Regions from separate parts of the Mus musculus genome. Here regions 1 and 2 are each linked to region 3. The links are chromatin contacts, called in public HiChIP or PLAC-seq maps. All regions are on one chromosome and are shown on one strand. Each heading gives the region's core, a stretch centred on a gene start, on an enhancer-like site or on the middle of the called end of the contact. The rest is flanking DNA. Distances are from core to core; before and after follow the strand shown. Region 1 has its middle 26 kb from the start of Gm33742. Region 2 has its middle 6.5 kb from the start of Gm33742. Region 3 overlaps Vmp1 (vacuole membrane protein 1).

The links. HiChIP or PLAC-seq counts read pairs in DNA pulled down with a chosen protein or histone mark.
Region 1: an H3K27ac HiChIP or PLAC-seq map of extraembryonic endoderm stem cells shows a contact between it and region 3. The contact joins two enhancer-like sites. A contact is called at or near these places in 1 of 115 datasets of contacts at active chromatin or transcription factors (extraembryonic endoderm stem cells) and 1 of 9 other capture datasets (liver).
Region 2: a contact with region 3 is called in an H3K27ac HiChIP or PLAC-seq map of extraembryonic endoderm stem cells. The contact joins two enhancer-like sites. A contact is called at or near these places in 2 of 15 datasets of contacts at CTCF or cohesin (large pre-B cells and pro-B cells), 4 of 484 Hi-C or Micro-C datasets (embryonic stem cells and nephron progenitors), 1 of 115 datasets of contacts at active chromatin or transcription factors (extraembryonic endoderm stem cells) and 1 of 9 other capture datasets (adipose tissue).

What each region holds. Positions count from the first base shown.
Region 1 is chr11:86,893,735-86,896,448 of GRCm38.p6, forward strand. No RefSeq gene overlaps it. Among named protein-coding and RNA genes, the nearest start is that of Gm33742, 26 kb to the left of the region's middle. Within about 2 kb of position 1,352, at least 143 of the 459 cell types and tissues checked have an H3K27ac peak or open chromatin away from gene starts, as enhancers often do. A contact at or near this core is called in extraembryonic endoderm stem cells, where this site is marked.
Region 2 is chr11:86,873,780-86,876,479 of GRCm38.p6, forward strand. No RefSeq gene overlaps it. Among named protein-coding and RNA genes, the nearest start is that of Gm33742, 6.5 kb to the left of the region's middle. Within about 2 kb of position 1,347, at least 23 of the 459 cell types and tissues checked have an H3K27ac peak or open chromatin away from gene starts, as enhancers often do. A contact at or near this core is called in extraembryonic endoderm stem cells, where this site is marked.
Region 3 is chr11:86,655,581-86,658,620 of GRCm38.p6, forward strand. All of the region lies in intron 5 of Vmp1 (vacuole membrane protein 1), which reads right to left. Among named protein-coding and RNA genes, the nearest start is that of Vmp1, 27 kb to the right of the region's middle. Within about 2 kb of position 1,466, at least 20 of the 459 cell types and tissues checked have an H3K27ac peak or open chromatin away from gene starts, as enhancers often do. A contact at or near this core is called in extraembryonic endoderm stem cells, where this site is marked.

The DNA.
Region 1 (2,714 bases), core at 102-2,601, 240 kb after region 3:
TGACTTCCAGGCCAGCCTGGTTTACATAGTGGAGTTCTAGAGCTACATAGTGAGGCCCTGTCTTGGAGGAGGAGGAGGAGGAGGAGGAGGAGGAGGAGGAGGAGGAGGAGGAGGAGGAGGAGGAGGAGTCAAGGCACAAAGGCTTGATTGCGCTGCGTGAGACCCTGTCTCAAATAAACAAATCATTATTTAAAAGGATAAAACTGGAAAGGCTGGCAGAGCTATCTGACTGGCACCTGCTCTTTCCTTTTTCTAACAAGCCTCCCTTCCCATCAGCTCCATCCGCCCACCTCATTGCCAGGCTGTTATTTCCCTTAAACCTAGGGTACCTTCTTCCCAGCTCCCCCCGCTTCCTTCCTCTCTCAGTAAACAAGCACGTTGGTCCCCCTCTGCCTTCAGAGTTTTACCGTTAATCACGGCGGGGGAACAGACAGGAAATAACAACCGGGACGTGGCGAAGTTTAAGACGACTTGCCAGTCTTAGTCACAGCCCTGGTGCCCTGAAATGAGCGCACCTGGAAGAGCGCTCCTCCCTTTGCGAGCCTCTCAAAGCAGGTAGGATGGGCAGAGAGGGGCTGTACAGTGCCGCCGAGAACAGCGGGAGAAGCCCTGCCTTGACTGGGAGCAGCCGTTAGGTGGCAGCACAGGGCACGTCTTTCCAGGTCTTTCCACAACGGATGGGCCAAAGTGAGGCACCGAATTTTCTAGGAAGGGATAACCTAGAACCATATCAGGGCAGGCATTTGGGCTGAGACCAGCGAAAAGTGAGTCAGCCAAGACTCCCCGTGACACCGTGCTGTCTGGCAGCCAGCTGGGGCACGCGGGTGTCTGCTTCCTCTGGTAGAAGATTCTACGGCAGACCTTAGGCCCAATAGAATATTTTCACCCTGACATCTAGATTTTAACTTTTATTTTAATGTTTTTTTCCCTCTCTCTAGTTTTGTTTTTTGTTTCTTTGAGATAGCATCTCATGTAGCCCAGGCTGGCCTCAGACTCCCTCTGTGATCAGGAATGACCTTAAATGACGGATCTCATTGCTTCTGCCTCCAAGGGCTGAGCTTAAATGAATGCCACACGACACCTCGATCTTAAAGGCAAGCCATCCGAAGCCCAGACATTGGCCTGCCCTCCTGTTGGTTCTGTGCTGGGAACCCATTCCAGTGTGGGTATGGCTTCACTAGTGCCAGCCGAGTATATGTCTGTCCTCTGGTTTCAAAGTATTAATGGACGTCTACTTGGTATAACTAAAGTACTATTAACTTGAGCCAGGCATGGTGACATAGGTCTGGAATCATCCCTAGGGAGGTGGAGGTAGGAGGTTAGAAGTTCAAAGCCAGCCTCATCTACATAGTTGGCTATGCAGCAAATTCAAGGTCAGCTTGGGCTACATGATAGCCTGTCTCTGGGGTAGGGAGTTGGGGGACTAATTTGATTTTTCCTAGTTTCTAGTGTGAAACTAGGGGGAGAATCTTTGCACGTGGTAGAGTGGGCTTATGGGACACGGGTAAAGAAAAACAAGCTTTCTTTCTGCCTCCAGCTACCTATCCACTTGGGAGAAACGTGAGAGCCTATAGTCCAGATAGCGGGAGTCTGCAGCCTCAGCGCTCCATGCTGAATGGAATGCAAGCCTTTTTAGGGAACTAGCTGGTACAATCGTGCCTCTTATCAAGAGTGGCCTAGCATTACAGGGCCGGGCCATGCACACCCAAAATAACTCACCAGTCCTCTCAAATGACATTAGTAAAACCAAATGTATTCCTAGAATTTAAACACAGGCTCAAACAACTGCCCCCGTAACAAAACCGTGTTCTCAGACTTCAACTAATTTAGGGGACAGGTCAGTGATCAAAGCAAAGAAAGGCCTTATTATAAGGTAGCATTGGCTTGAAGGCTCTGGCCTCAGAAGGGAAATTTCCCTAGAAAACAACTCCTGATTCAAAGCTTACTGGTTAAAAAAAAAAAAAAAAAAAAAAAAAAAGAAGCAAGTCCAGGACTCCCAGCAGGCGGAGTCTGCGACTCTGAAACTATGAAGTCCCAGAAGCAGCTTCAGCTCTCCCTCAATGGACACTTGAAACCACACGGTGCAGGCATGCCTCAGAAAAAGGCAGCCTTTATGCTGAGCAGACCTCCTTGGAGCCTCAGCATGGTGGTACACACTTGTAATCCCAGCACTAGGGAGGCTAAGGCAGAAGGGAGTTTGAGGACCAGCCTGGGCTACATAGAGACTTTCAAGCAAACCTAGGCTATAAGCAAGAATCTATCTCCAAAAAGTGAATACTAAGGTTCATACTAAGGCAGGGCACTGGATATCACAAGATCTTATGAGGTGCAGGCAGACAGGAGGATCGGGACTTCCTTGCCTATATAGCTAGCTAAAGGACAAGCTGGGATACATGTGACCCATTCTGAGTCTACCCAGGAGAAAAGACCACCAATAACAGAACATCACACTTCCTTTGCTAAAACAGTTCTTAGCTCAAGGAGTACAGATTCTAGAACACACACCAAACATGTGGGAAATGGCAATTAAGACATGCCACATTGGGAAAAGAATAAACACACAAAACAAAACAAAATAAAAAAGAAATACCGCATCAGACATCAGGGCCAGTGAACCAGTGAACTGGCTCGACAAGTTGTCCTCAGACTTCCACAGGGACATACTCCACACTCGCATGCGCACACACACACACACAAACAAATGTATGGTTTTG
Region 2 (2,700 bases), core at 97-2,596, 220 kb after region 3:
TACCACGAGCTGATTGGCTTCAATAGCAGAGTTGTATCGTCTCTTAGATCTGGAATCCAAAAGTCTGAAATCAAAGTTCCGTCTGGGTGGGTCTCTTCTGAGGGCCAAGAGGAGCTGTTCCCTTCCTCTTCATAGCTTCTGGGGTTGCTGGTGAGCTGTGGCACCCCTTGGCATATGGATGTTCCCTTCTTTTCTCTGCCTTCCTCCTCACACGATATTCTCTGTGTGTGTCTGAATTTCTTTTTTGGTTTTAAATTAAATTTTATTTTATCATTCTGTGTGCAAGAGTGTCTTGCCTGCATGTATGCCTGTGGACCATGTATATCCCTGGTGCCCACTAAGGCCAGAAGATATCACTGGATCTCCTGGAATTGGAGTTATCAACAACTGTGAGCTGCCATGTGGGTGGTGGGAATTGAACTCAGGTCCTCAGGAAAAGCAGCCAGTGCTCTTAACCACAGAGCCATCCGACCTTCTGAGAACAGGGACACCTTCATGATGCCTGAACCATTTTCGTCTATAACAGCTATATTTCCAAATCGGGACATGTAGTGGGTTGCTGGGGCTTAGGAATTTTACATGTGATCTGGAGAGAGTAGCCTTCAAGCCCAAGGAAAGGGGTATAGGCAGAGAAAGACCCCTCTATGACACCTGTCCTCTTATTTGTTTTGAGACAGGATTTTGCTATGTAACCTAGGCTGCCTTAGAATTCACCAGTCTTCTACCTTTGGTTTCTGACTGCTGGGATTGTAGGTGTATGCCATCATTCCTGGCCTGGCTTGATTCTTAAATATCAAGCCTTCTTGAATTTCTCCCTACTGAACTCCGTCACAGGGAGCCCTTGATATTCTGGGCTGTGCCTTTTATCCCAGCATGAGGCTTGCCCAGTTACATGCTCCCCATCAGGGATGTATTTCCATCTTTAGCTCCCACCCCCTCCCAGACTGTAGGCCCCCACTTTTTAAAAGCTGTTCTGCTACTGTGACTTGACCCCAGGGCTTGATATATGCTGGACAAGTACTCAGACGCTGAGCTACATCCCCAGCCGTCCGTATCCCTGTCCTAACACACTGTTCTGCAAGCCTGAGCAGACTGTCTCCGAGTGGAGCGTGCTCTTCTCGGAACAGGCTTTGCCTGGCTGCGTGGAGCTAGTCTGGGTGCTTGTCTTGCTGTGCGCTAACCTTTGTAGATAGTGGAGCAAGCCATGCTCCATCCTCAGGGAAACCAGTGGTGCTGGAAGCTCACAGAAGTGGGGCCAAGAAACCTGCACTTAGATGCATGTAGGCAAAGGGACGCTGCAGAACTCAGGTAAGCAGAGTTACAGTGCAACCTGGTGGAGGTAAGGGGGGTTACTCTTGCCACAGAAAAGCCTGCGGGTGAGTCCAACCCTAGAGAGACGCAGGGACAGTCTGGGTGGTTAGGAACCTGGAATTTGCCCTCTAAACCTCGACTTCTGCATCCATAAAATGAAACATATAAGGAAATTTATTTGGAGACATTTTTGAGAGCACTGAATGAATACTAGCATATGGCCTTAGCCTCATGCCTGGTACAAATAATACATTGGTTTCTTTCTCCCCATGAGGACTGCTTTTGGTACATGCCACCTTTTACTGCTTCCACAAGCAAACCGATAAAAATTAGGTAAACTGTGGGGAAATGATAAAGTCAGATATGATGATACGATGACATATACCTGTATATTCCCCAGCAGAAGAATCAGGAGTTTGAGGCCAGCCTCAGCTACATAGTAAGTCTGAGGGCAGTGAATCTCAAAACAAATAAACAAAAAGAGGCAGAGACCAGCTGGGGAGGTGGTTCAGTTTGGTAAAGTATTTGCTAAACAGATGTGAGGGTCTGAGTTCGGATCCCTAGCACCCACTTAAAAAGTCAAGCGTGGTAGCACCTGTCTGAAATCTAGGAAGGAAGACACAGACGGATCCTTGGAGTTCATTGGCCAGTGAGTCTTAATGGATGGGTGAGGTGTGGGTTCAGGAAGAGACACAGTCTCAAAAAAGAAAGTGGAGGGGGTTGGAGAGATGACTCAAAGGTTAAGAGCACTGCCTGTGTTTCCCAAAGACCTGCCTGGTTCAATTCCCAGCACCTACAGCCATCTGTAACTGCAGTCCCAGGGGATCCAGTGCCCTCTTCTGGACACTGTGGGAACTTCATGTACATGGTGTAGAGGCCTGAATGGCAAAAAAAAAAAAAAAAAAAACCCTAAACAAACAAACAAACAAACAAAAAAGCAAAACAAAACAAAAAACCTCATACACATAAAGTAAAATTGGGGGTAGGGGGAGGAACCATGAAGGACCCCAACATGGACCTCTAGCCAGTATACTCATCACGTGCTCACTCGCACACGTAACTCCTCACACACAGGAGGAGGGGGCTGCTTTGGGCTATTTCTACACAGTAGAATGCTTGGCTTCTGACTGTTGATCCATGACAGGAGCTGTCAATTTGCCGTCCACCCTGAGGTTTCTAGCAGCAATCCTGGCATGCACAAGTATCTTTTCCTCCCTCCACAAAGAAAGGGGGCATCTGTGCATCTCTGAGATTTTAACACTAGGCTAGAACTGGGTCCTCTTGAGTGCTAACAATTATCCTACACACTTCCTAAGTTAGCTCAAAAATACCGACACTTAAGAACAGGTCAGAAGCACCTGATCGCTTTGAAGAGATAATTTCCTTAGA
Region 3 (3,040 bases), core at 216-2,715:
TTTTCCACATATGCAAGTCAATGGAAAGCAAGGCTAACTGGTAATTTTACTGATCCTTTAAAAATTATTTTAGATTTTCTTTGTATGCACATCTTCCTGCATGAATGTGTGAAACATATGCTTGCCTGGTATTCAGGTCAGAAGAGGAAGAGCACTGGATCCCCTGCAACTAAGATTACACACAGCCCCGTTCATTCTTATGTAAGCAAACCATGTATGTGTGAATATAGACAAATAATAAATCATGTGTCTAAGCTAAGAGAGTCATTTGGGAATTGGGTAAGAATGCTTTATAGGCAAATATACAACAGTATATTGATTGTGTTAGTGATGCCATCTAGTGGTGACCAAATATAGATGTACTAAGACAAGTTCTAGAATTGGTTTTTTCTCTTTTTTAAAGGATCTTAGGATTTATTTTGTTCTGCATGTGTGGATGTGTTCAACACACATGGATGCCTATGGAAGCCAGCAGACAGCATTATATTCTCTGGAACTGGAACTATGAATGATTGTGAGCCACCATCTGCGGCTGGGAATTGAAAGCAAGGTCCTCCACAAGAACACACTGGCCTTAACTGCTGGGCCATCTTTCTCTCCAGCCCCCTAGGAAACTGATTTCAAACCACTCGTAGATGACAATCTTTGGAGAATGTGAATAACGTAGGTTTTTTTTTTTTTTCAACAAGAATAAAAAGCTTATTCTCCTAGGTACAAAAGTAGAATGTTCAGGAAATTAGAATAAGCAACACAAGTCAGTGGTTCTGCTAATCATCCTACTAAGTACCGTTCCGCAGAGATGAAAGAAGCTCGCTTTGCTCTCTGGCTCACACCCACCACTCCCATGGAAACAGCAACTCTGCTGATTGAGTGATGAGGGTTCCAACACACATTTTCAAATTACAACCTTTCAATTGAAAAACTTAATCTTAAAAATAAGGAAATTGTTCATTAACTGAAAAATATGACTTCATTTTAAGATCTAATCTTTTTAGTCTTAATCTTAAGTGACCATCTGGTGTACATTCGATCACAATTAACAAGGTTTAACCGCAAAGAGGCAACTTCCACTGTGAAGACCAATGGACACGAAATACAAAGCATTTTCATATTACTTAATTTTTAGAAAGCATGATCATGATAAAGAAGAAATTAATCTTTAGTTTTTCAAACTACATGAACTGTAAGACTTTACAAACAATACAAACACAAAATCCGACAAGAAGGGGACTGTATGTCTGCCCAGACTACGTTCCTAGCATGGCTGCTTGGCCTCTGAGGGTTACATGATTACAACAAGGTAGAGGTGTCTATTTCACCATCACAAAAAAGTAGGCCATCAGAATGTCGTCATCATCACATCTAAGCTCATAAAAGAAAGCACATGCAATTGGGGTTTCCCAAACACAGTCCTATCATCAAAAGACAAGGGAGCCCGGCATGGTGGTGCCCGTCTTTAATCTTAGCACTCAGGAGGCAGAGGGAGGAAGATCTCTGTAAGGTCCAGGACAGCCAGGGCTATATAGTGACACCCCCTTCCAAACAAACAAACAACAATACACAAAAGAAGTGAAGATTGTCAGGTGTGGGAGGCAAAGCACAGAGGTCCTTGTGCCATCACAGAAGCACTAGAGAAACCAGGAATGTTAAACATGCAGGGTTATCTTGAGAGAGAGAGAGAGAGAGAGAGAGAGAGAGAGAGAGAGAGAGAGAGAGAGAGAGAGAGAGAGAACTTGCTTTCAGAGCAGAGGAGGTTATGAGCCTGGTGACTTTTATTATCTGTGTGGCTAAAACCACACCAGATCCTCCCTAAGACCTTATCATGAAACTCTTTTTCTCAGTCGATCTATATATAGAACCTATCTTTATGGAAGATGTCACATGTTCTTACAAAGTTTCAACATGGGATTGAGTTAATTATCACCAGGAAATTTTTTCACCAAATTATACTGTACTTAATTAAATATATCTAAAGGAAACTACTTGGGGTCAGATTCTCAAAGTTTAAACCAACACAGACTACTGAGTTGTACTGAGCTGAACTGGCTCATCTTACATGGATTGACATGCTGGTCACTGGGATTCTAGAGAGAGAGACCCCCTGTACTTAAGAATTAAAACATTGTTACAAATCACAAAGGAAATGGTAAATTTTAAAGTTATTAGAATAGCTTGTATTAAGAACAAATCAAAACTCTGCTTTTGATTTCCTGTCTTTTTTTAAAATGTGTTAAAATTTCACATGTAATTTTAACAATTTATATACAAATATAATACACAAATATACTAAAAACTTCCCATGGAAACATTTATGTATAATTAATGCAGTAGTTTTTATAAGTTCAATGATTCTATCTCCTTACTTGTGACTTAGTATATAATAGATATAACATTGAGTGCAGTGAGAAAGAACTTCCTCCCAATTGCTCTTGAAATTGTCAAGAGAGATGACTCAGCAGTAAAGAGGCTGTGTTGCTCTTGCATAGGATTCAGGTTCAGTTCTTAGTACCCACAAGACAGCTCACAACTGTCTGTAACTCCAGTTCCTCCACAGGCACCAGGCAAACACATGATGCAGATATACAAAATACTCATATGCATTAAAAGTTAAAGCTGAGAAAATTCTAATTACATTCCACTAAACTAGCACACTGATCAAGTGTAAAAATGCTCATTAGTAGAAACAAAGATTTTACTTTTCCTTTACATTAATTCTGTAATAAACTTTACTGTTACAATACTACTACTACTACTACTACTACTACTACTACTACTACTACTACTACTACTATTATTGCTATTATTATCGAATGTGTCCATGCAGGTGAGTATCTGTGTGCCATGGCACAGGGGTAGAGGTCAGAAAATGGCTCATCCGAGGATTCAAAGTCAGGTCCTCAAGGTTGTTCAGAAAGTACTTTACTCAATTATCTCTCCAGCCCTCAAATTTCTTTATACTAAATTTGTATGCAATTTAAAGAGGACTCATTTGAATTCCGTTTAATGTTCAGTAGAATCTTCCATGTATGCGGCTTCCCAG